Regions from separate parts of the Mus musculus genome. Here region 1 is linked to region 2. A link is a contact called in public promoter capture Hi-C data. All regions are on one chromosome and are shown on one strand. The core of a region is the stretch at or near the end of the contact, and the rest is flanking DNA. Distances in the headings are between cores, read along the strand shown. Region 1 holds the start of Erich6b (glutamate rich 6B). Region 2 overlaps Zc3h13 (zinc finger CCCH type containing 13).

What was found. Promoter capture Hi-C pulls out the DNA fragments that hold promoters and counts their contacts.
Region 1: a contact with region 2 is called in a promoter capture Hi-C map of embryonic stem cells, with 4 times the contacts expected there. The contact joins the promoter of Erich6b here to the enhancer-like site in region 2. A contact is called at or near these places in 20 of 39 promoter capture datasets (the 3T3-L1 cell line, the C10 cell line, the HPC-7 cell line and 11 more), 2 of 15 datasets of contacts at CTCF or cohesin (pro-B cells and stem cell-derived epiblast-like cells), 12 of 484 Hi-C or Micro-C datasets (the N1E-115 cell line, Th1 cells, cortical neurons and 6 more), 2 of 115 datasets of contacts at active chromatin or transcription factors (embryonic basal ganglia and oligodendrocyte precursor cells) and 4 of 9 other capture datasets (adipose tissue, embryonic stem cells, liver and 1 more).

The regions. Positions count from the first base shown.
Region 1 is chr14:75,639,862-75,644,899 of GRCm38.p6, reverse strand. Erich6b (glutamate rich 6B) reads right to left here and starts at 2,678. Exons shown (of 13, transcript NM_001369022.1): 1 at 2,612-2,678. Gm36219 (a long non-coding RNA gene) reads left to right here. Exons shown (of 6, transcript XR_383598.2): 2 at 1,414-1,556; 3 at 2,319-2,430; 4 at 2,566-3,056; 5 at 3,281-3,510.
Region 2 is chr14:75,301,743-75,306,494 of GRCm38.p6, reverse strand. Zc3h13 (zinc finger CCCH type containing 13) reads right to left here. Exons shown (of 19, transcript NM_001359875.1): 5 at 598-706. Among named protein-coding and RNA genes, the nearest start is that of Zc3h13, 20 kb to the right of the region's middle. Within about 2 kb of position 2,569, at least 5 of the 459 cell types and tissues checked have an H3K27ac peak or open chromatin away from gene starts, as enhancers often do. A contact at or near this core is called in embryonic stem cells, where this site is marked.

The DNA of each region.
Region 1 (5,038 bases), core at 1,429-3,928, 340 kb before region 2:
ACAGAGACAGAATGATAGAGACAGAAAGATAGAAAGATAGAGACAGGGAGAGAAAGAGAGAGACAGAGAGAGAGACAGAGAGAGAAATCTGACTCCCTGTGCAAGCATCATCATGAGTGTGTATTCAAAGCCTGAAGAACTGGGAGTCTGGTGTCTGCCGGAGACAGCGCAGAGATGTATCTCCTGGGAACGTAGCAAGGGAGCAGAGCTGCCTTTGCTCTCTTCAGCTCCATGTTCTAAGGGCCTACAGCCTACTGGGTGCTGGTGCACACACTCAAAGTAGGGTTTTCTCTATTTACAGTTCCCATGCAATTACTCTGTGGCAACATCCTCATAGAAACAGAAGGGCTCTTTACCATCTCTCGGTGGTTTTTAATCTAGGAAAGTTGACAACTACATTAATCATCACGGAGGGACTGCACTGAAAGACAACAAAATCAGCCTCTTTTTGGTGGGGCAGGAAGAACACAGGTGGGGTTGATCCTGCACTGTCACAGTTGTGCCTCCCAAGATGGACTGGGTCAAATGAAAGAATGAAACCAGGACTAGTTTGATCCACACCATTGGCTGAGATCTCAGAAGGGTGAAGGATTTTCTGCTCAGGGTCCTCTTAGTAGATGTATCAGGAGAGACAGAGGGTAGAGCTCCTCCCTGGCTCAGTGCAAAGGAAGCCTTGAGCTGGGGTAGGTAATTGTGAGATGCCTTCCAACAGACCTGAGGACATCAGACAAGGCAGTTCATTAAAAACTCTGCCTGCGTCTTTCCTGTCAGACTTGATGTGCCCATCAGGGGTGACTCAGCCACTTTTCTCATTGCTGTGACGTAATACTTGACAGGAATAAATTAGGGGAAGATTCATCTTGGCTCACGGTTTCAGAAGGATCAGTCTACCGTGGTAAGGGAGGCATGACAGGGAGTCCCACCGCAGTAGGGGTGCTTGGCGGGTTCTTCACACAAAGCCTGAAGCAGGAAGCAGAGAACACAGACTGGGACCAGAAGCAAGTAAAACCTCCAGTGATCCTAAGTCCCAAAGGCTCCCCAGCTTCCAGAACAGCGCTACCATCTGGGACTCAAGTGTTCAAACACATGAGCTTACAGGGGACATTTAACATTTAAACTACAACACAGTCTCTGCTATTAGTGCTACATCAATCAATACTAAGAGTCAATCTGGCTTGTATTTAGTAGTAAGAGGGCAAGAATTCAGGCAATGGAATCACATGACACTGGCACCTCAGAGCTAGAGCAAGCCTTGGTCACATGATCAGTCCTGAATCTGGGGCCTGCTCCCCCAGGCTGTTCTTGTTTCTAGGTTTGTGTAGAGAAAGTGTGTCTTTACCCCCCCCCCCCCCCAGCTCTCACACTGTACCTCTGCAAGTCTCACATCTGTCGGCACATCTGCCTCACTCACAGGATGCAATTCCACCTCAATGCCTGGCTTACTGTGAGCTCTCAACAGAAGTTTGTACACTGAATTAATGAGCTGCAGAAGAGAGGCATACAGGAGACTGACTGCAAATGGTTTGGATGTTTCATCCACCTAACCTTCCAATGGGGTGAGTGATGGGCTCAGACAGTGAAGCCAGGAGTGGATGAAGACATCGTTGAGTGAACCCTGGGACCCCTGGGCTTCCCTGGGATTCTGGAAGCAGGTGTTTAGAAAACCTGCAGGAAACAAGGGGGCAGATCTCACTTCCGTCATGGGGAGTCCTACAGTGTTCTGCGAATCTGGAACACTGCTGTCTGGAACTGTTTATAAGTCCTGTTATTTAGCTCTCTGGCAGGGCCCTTGCTGGAAGGCAGCTGCTTTTCCTCTTGAGGGGGACTACTGATGGCTGCTTCTGTTTTGCTGGTCTGAATCCACCTTCAAACATGCCAGGGACAAACTCTAGATTCCCAAAGCTTCACTAAACCCTCATGCACCAATTGCTGTAGCCTTTACAAACAGACACCCAGTGCCCTGCTGAGAATATTGTCTAGGGCTTATTTACTTATTTGCTTTCTTTTAACAAATAGGATTTCAAATATATTGGAATTTGGCCGTTGAAAGGGGGTGACTTTGAGCTTGCAGTCATCGGTACAGAACACTTGTGAAAAGCCAACCTTTGGCTTTGGCTCTGCTCCCTCTTGACCCCCCCCCCCCAGGCTAGGTAGGGGGGTGCTGTTTCTCTCAAACCTCCCAAAAGTGAGAGGCAGGGGTGGGTGAGTGGGTGGGTGGGTGGTGGTGGTGGTGGTGGTAGAAAAAACCTGAGTGACCTGCTTTGAGTCCCAGGGGTAGGCCTGGGCAAGACAAGTTTTAATTTGAGGATTCTTTTCAGTGCCTGGATTCTCTGGAGGAGACGAACCCACCCCTTTATTTGTACTGGACCAGTAGAACACCACTCTTCACAGGGGGAGGATGGTGTCAAGGCAGGAAACAGAAAGATCAAGGTAGTGCAGGAGTAGAAAAAACAAAACAGACAAAATAACAAGCAACAAAGGGGTCTGGGTACTTGGCATATCCCGTTGCTATCCTTGGACTCTGCCACCCTGGACTCTCTCTCTCCATTGCTTCTTCCTTTCCAGGGCCCAAAGGCTGGAGGAGCCCAGGCCTGGCCTTCAGAGCTCTTACCCAATCTTGGATCCTGGCCGCGAGTCAACTGCACCCTTCCAATCTCGAGTTTAAGTCGCTCTCTGTTACCATGGGAACGGAACACGCATCTCTACCACTTCTCTGTTGTTTCGGGCATTCTATACCTTGGACCCTTAGCTTCCAGTTCCCAGCCAAAGGAGGAGAGGGGAGAGGGAGAGGGAGGGAAGGGAGTCTGGCTTCTAAGGTGAAAAGATGGTAGGAGTGCCTCCCAGGGCATCCCGTGTGGACTCACCTGCGCTGGAACCCAGGACCAACATCTCTAAGCCCCTGGGTGTCACCATCAGCTCATCGGCTCCGTTGAGTGCTATCCATGAGACAGAGAGTTGCCTTTGGGAACATGCATGGGCCTGATCTGGAGTCAGGGGACAGAACCCCGGTGAAATGTACTGATCGTGACTCTAGATGGACTCGCTGGTGTTGCAGGGTGGGTTGGGATGGACGGAGAGGAGGTCAGACCAGCCGATTTGAATACAGGGGTGGGCATTTCTGGTACTTGTACAGAAGTTTCATCAGAAAGAGAGCTGGGCATTTGAAATGTGATGCTTTGTTGTGATTTCCCATTCTTAATAAGCAATTGTGTTTGCATCTAAGTTTGTAATTCCAATTCTTTCTTTTCTGAGTGAGTCTGACAAGCTGTATAAACTGCAGGTTTCTGTGACGCCTAAGCAGTCACTAGGACTGTGTGTTCCTGGCTAATAGTGCCTCCTGGTGGCCTGGGCTAGACTCCTGGGAAGAGCTGAGAACAACAACAACACAAAAGAAACTGCTGGGAAAGTAAGGGGCACAGACCCACCGGGAAACCAGTAAACAGAGAACAGTCGGTGGCCGTTTCTGCCCCTCTCCGAGGCAATGAGGAGACCCAGGCGAGGCTCATAAAGGTATTGCTGGGCAGGAGAGTGGAGAACTGATCTGGCTGCTTTGGGTATGCTTTGGGTATCAAGCAGACTCAAGGGCAGTGCCAAGGGCTGGCCTGTGAGAATGGGTATAGCTGCCCCTCCCTGCCCGCACCATCATCTCCAATGCCCTTACATGAATCTAAGTAAAAAAGTGTGCTGTATTGTGTACACACAGCTTCAAGGAAAGTTTCCAAGTCTGTCATTTCAAGCAGTGCCCTTAGCTTCAGAGTCCATGTCAGGGTTCCCTTCCTGTCAGCCTGGTGTCTGGAATCTAGGCCATTGTTACTGTACAGTCTTCCACAAGATGGCGCCCACTGGTTTTATGTAGATGGGGTCATTCCTTTGGGGAGATTAAAAAAAAAAGATTTATTTATGTATATGAGTGCTCTATCTGCATGCCAGAAGAGGGCATCAGATCCCAGATTAGATGCTTGTGAGCCACCATGCGGTTGCTAGGAACTGAACTCAGGACCTCTGTGAGAGCATCCAGTGCTTTAATTGCTGAGCCATCATCTCTCCAGCCCCTGTGGGGATTTTCTTAAACACCTACTACATGCCTATATCATATTAGGAGGTGTTGGGAACATAGATGGAGTGAGACAGAAACATTACAGGTTTTAAGTTATTTAGTGACTAGCCTCCAAATACCACTGAATCGGTCATGGATCTGGGTGGGAATTTATCTGTCTCTTTCCTTTGGTAGTAATTATCAGCCCTACCTCTGGACCATCTTGCCCCAGGGAAGAAATGCAACCACAATGCTCACTCTTGGCAAAGGCAAGCCTAGGATCGTAGTGGATGGAGAGAGGCAGAGAGGCAGGCGGAGGTCCTTGTGAGAGTAATTACTGCCTGCCTCTCTGGGTTCAGTAAGGCATACATGCCATTAGGTCCCTGAACAAAGCATCTTTTCAGACATTTCCTACCCCACAAGGCTGCTTCTAGAGATGCCTTGCTCAGCTATCATGGAAGACTATGCTCTCTATTAGAGGCTGATAGGAAAATGGTGATAAGACAAATGTTTTCATAAATCTTGCCATAAGCACCCAATAAAGACATAGTTTACTTTCTTGTGGCCGTCTGCTTGATTTGGCCTTTCTACCTGGGTGCCCAGAAGAAACATCCATCCATGTAGCCTGGACTGTGGGTGGCCCCTCCCCCAAGCTACCCTTCCTCTAGTCTCTGTCATTTGATAAAGAGCTGCGCCATTGCTCCGACCAAGCACCTAGAGATGCTCTCCTGTGTCCCAGGTGAATGCGCTTCTGACTCCTAGGTCCTCTACCCAAACACATATCCAGAGGCTGATCATTCCTTCTGCTTCCTCTTCTCTGGGAGATTTTACAAGGCTCTTAGTTGGTCTTCTAATTCCCTCCCTCCATAGCTCACAAAGAGAGTAATTACTTAAAATATATCAGGTCATGGCTTTCCTCCTCCTTCTTTTTAGAAAGATAAAACTCAAGGCCTCCCTTCCCGTCCTCCCACTACAATCCCACCCGTGTACTATGACTTCCAG
Region 2 (4,752 bases), core at 1,320-3,819:
TATAAATCACATTAAAATGCATTCAACAAATGTCAACTCCGTAGTTAAGAGTGCTCACTCCAGAGAACAGCAAAGAGGTGGAGAAGAGAGATTTTTATGGTGCTTACTTTTAGTACTTCCAGTCTATTATAATGTTTCTAAGAAAATATAGGAACTTTAATTATGATTAATTCATAAATACATTTCAAGTCTCAATTATTATGTAACTTCAATTTCTTCTTAAAGCCAACCATTTTTTGAAAATAACATTTCTTTAACAATTTCATTTTAATTATTTTATGTATTAAATTATATTTTAAATTTTAAAACTTAGTATTGAGGAATTTTAACATTTACAAATGGAAGAAAATCCCAAAAGATATAATAAAGTTCTGGAAGTGGGAGAGAAAGAATAAGGAAGTTGAAATAGGTAATATAAACAACCTTTTCTATTCTTGAAATACTACTATATACCTGTTTCTGTCTGATAATTCATTATAATCAATAGGATACTTCTAAAGCAATATGAAGATCACAGTTAAAAGATAATCTCAAAACTCTCAATAGGCCAGTGAATAATCAAGATTTTATTAGCTAAACGAGGATTTTCAAACTCACCATCTCTGTTAGTTTCCCATTCTACATTTTCTTCTTCACTTTCTGGAGTTCTCTCCTTAACAATTTTTATGTCTTCCTTGTCTCTATGTCTCCCTCTTGAAGATTCTTTCTAAAGAGTACATATATACACACATTCAGGTTACCATATGATTAAGACGTCTGAGGTCATTATTGACTACATAGCATTTCCCTTTCACTCAGCGTTGTTTCTGAGGGAGGAGGACCTGTGTCATTTACCTGCAAGGTCTAGTGCAGCTACAGGAAAGTATTTACCAAAGAACAACAAGGTAAATGTAAGAAGTAGCTCAAATATTTTTTAAAATGCAATGAAACCCAATCTTTTGATGTTCTATTCCATACTAAGCTTCCATGTAAAAGCCCACTAGGTAAAAAACAGTTTAAAATTACTACAATACAATAGAAAGATTAGCTAAGTAACCGTACATAAAATCCAACTTTAAAAGACTAAACCACTGAGCAGACTCTAAAAAAAATTTAGGCCTTAAAATTTTTTCTATATACTAAAGGATGCATTCAAATTCATTTTAATAATTTTATAAAAACTTAAAAAAAGTGGTTAAAACAAGTGTTATTTAACATAACTAATGTATTAATCCTTAATACTGAGTTAAACACTATAAAACACTAGGGTTTAGATGTTACTCTAAGCTTAATAGTAATCTATGGAAAATAGTAATTCAATTTATAAAGTAATTCAGTAATTTAACTGAATACTCTGTTCCATAAGATTCCAAACCACATTTTACTAAATAATAAGAAAATAATCAAAGCCCCTTACAGTGAATTTACCACTTTTAGTCTAAATACTAACTATGAATGTCAGTTAGATTAAGAGCTCAAACTTCTGAGTATTTTCAGTTATAAAACTTGGTTGCCTGAAACATAAATTAATTTTTCTTTAAAGTTTTCTTTTTAAATAATCCCTTTAAATTTTATACATTTAGGTATAAATTACAAACATCAATTCCAAAATTACATTATGTTTTTGCTTGCTAGCAATACAGGTTGACCAAAGACTACATAAGAATTAAATTTGTCACAGAAAATTTACAAAAGATCAAGAAATAAAGAAACGGGTGTTTGTTGGATGGCAAGAAGAAGAAAAGAAAGACAATTACTGTAGCATAAAGAGCAGAGTGCCTAATACCAGTGAAAAACTGTCCTATGTCCAAGGCAACTTCTGAATGTACACCACATACCCATTCTGAAAATATTTTTATAAGAAACTAACTCCAAAATAGTGAATACAACAACCAACTTTCTAAAGTACCACACAAAACCTAGCTACTAACAAAAATAACAAGAGTTTCAGAGTAGCAGTACTGGCACAGTGAAATACTCAAGGTGATCTGTATCTACATGTAACAGACTATTTAGATCACATTCTGAACTAGAAGTACAATAATCAATACAGCTCTCTGTTATATAAGCAGTTCATACCTATAGGTTTAAAACCGTCTAATCTTGAGTTGTTCTTATTTTCTCAACCCAATTGACTCTGTCCAGAGATCACATAGACCTTCTATCATACAGTATGCACTCAGGCTTCAACATGTGGGAGAATTTCAAGTTAGAAGATTATATTTTTTTCCTATCATACAGTAACCAACCCACTTCAAATCATAACGCTCATTTACAAGTGTGTTGGCTAGCTTTATGTCAACTTCACACAAGTTAGAGTCAACTGAGAGGAGGAAGCCTCAATTTAAAAAAAGTTTCCATAAGCTCTGGCTGTAGGGCAATTTCTTAACTAGTACTGATGGATGAGGGAGGGTCCAGCTGACTGTGGGTGGGGCCACCCCTAGGCTAGTGGTCTTCTGTTTGGTAAGAAAGCAGGCTGAACAAGGCCAGGGAAATAAGCCAGTTTTTTTTAATGGTGTGACCTTGCCGCATCAAGAACTCTCCAGGGCAAGCCCCACATTCAATACAAACCGGGTGGGTGGCTTTAAGATTGAGGGAGGAGGAAATAACAAGCACACGTGCAGTTGGGTGGGTCAGGAGGTCAGGGAGGGAGGGTCAGGTCAGGGAGGGTGGGCCCGGCCTGGGAGGTGAGGCGGGTGAAAATGATCAAAACACATTACATGAAATTCTCAAAGAATAACATTATTAAAAATTTCAAAGCATATTAATTAACAATGCTGCCTATGATCAATCCTATGATCAAACATACCAATATGTTTATATCAAAGCCTAAGAACTTATCATCTACGTGTGATTTACAACTGGATCACTTCAATTAAGACCAAGTTGTGATGTCTAGTAAGTCTGTGCCTAGCTTGGTAAAATGTTTTAGGTTTCTTCACTTCAGAAATCCAATGTTTATGGAGTTTTACATTACTTTCAGTTATAGTTTCTTTTCTTGAACATTTACTTGTGGGACAAATTATGTTCATTACAAGTCTTATTTTATATAGTAAGGAGATACTACAACGAATCTAAAATAAAAGTATTGAAGCTAGTAATTGAAAAGTAGTATTGTAAGTGGATAAGTAGCCAAATAAAATGTTATTTTTTTAAAGAAATATAATTCCAACCTTATGGAAGGAAATGTCTAATAACAATTTAGAATTACAAAAATCCTTTATTAGAAAATTTAACAGGGAAAAATTATCTTCCAAGATTTCCAGTGGCAGCTCCCTACTGTATATCCTTCCACTCCTATTTCTAGAAGGCTCTAAATATCAGAAAATTCGTTATTAATCATTATCTTTCCAGACTCTATTGATGAGGACTAGTTCTAGTCTTTGGAATTATACAAAACAAGTCTAGTACTTCTTTCCTTTCACTTGCTAACTCTTTAGATATTTGAACATCATTACTAAATCCCATCAGTACCTTTTTCTATCAGACCAAGAGCCAGAGACATCTCATATTTATCACAGATTTGTATTTCATGTTCTTCACTTTCACTAATCTACTATCTTCTCTATACTAATATGCTATTTAGCTTTCTGTTGCTATGATAAAACATTTACCAAAATCAAACTGAAGGAGGAAAGGGATTATTACATTAAGGGAAGCCAAGACAAGAAGCTCAAGACAGGAGTTAAAGCAGAAACTTTTTTAAGAAGAGAAATGAAAATTATTATACTTGATATCCCAAATAAAGTGTTATTGCAGGCTGAGCATCCCTAGTTCAAAACTCCAAAATCTGAAATGTTCCAATCTGAGCTTCTGAGCACCAGCACAGGCCAGGTGGGAATCTAGAGCTGTCCCCATGTAAAGGTTCCCTAAAAATACAGGTGCACAAAACCCAGAAAACTCACCCTCAGGCTTCATGAACACATTATATGAAATACAAATAAATCTCCCATTGACATAGGGTTGCCATCCCCAAGGTGGCTTACTATGTATAAGCAAATAGCCTAAAACCCAGGGGGGAGGGATCTAAAATTTAAAACATTCTGGTCTCCAGCACTTTCAGATAAGTCATATTTAACTTATCCCTAAAATATGGAGACTGAAAAATAGAGAAGAAACCACAAGGGATCGGCGTAACAGAAGAGATATTAAAGAGTTCACAGAAAAATCACACTTAAGATACATGCGAATGCTTACACTTCACAAGAAAAATATAAATGAAAACTAAACTGACACACCATCAATTCCCCTATCTTGCTGGAAAAACAATTATGGCAAAACATACCAGAAAGGCAAAAGAAAAGGAGCAAGAATAACACATACCAACAGCAGCACGAGGCTGCTTAGCCCTGCTGGCCTACGTAGCAGTCCTATTTCTTCAGATATATCTTGCTCTAAGACACACTTTTTTATATATATGTCAAGTACACAATCACTCACCACAGCTCTACCGCAGGAGCAACACGGAAATAACCTAAATCCCCATGCACAAAAGACTGGTTGAATAGTGCATGGTATAGTTGAACAATGAAACACCAGCCTGAGAAGTCTTTCAATATATTGCTATGGACTGATCACCTGTTTATTTAAAAAAAAAAAAAAAAGCTTAAAAAGTCAAGTGAAATTTAAGGTCATCTTTCATGTATAAAAAATGTACACTAAAATTTATGTGCATATACACAAGATGTCTATCAGCATATGCATGTAACATATGCATCATACACAAGTGCACATATATACAGATAAAACAGAAGGAAAGTAAAAATAAATGTG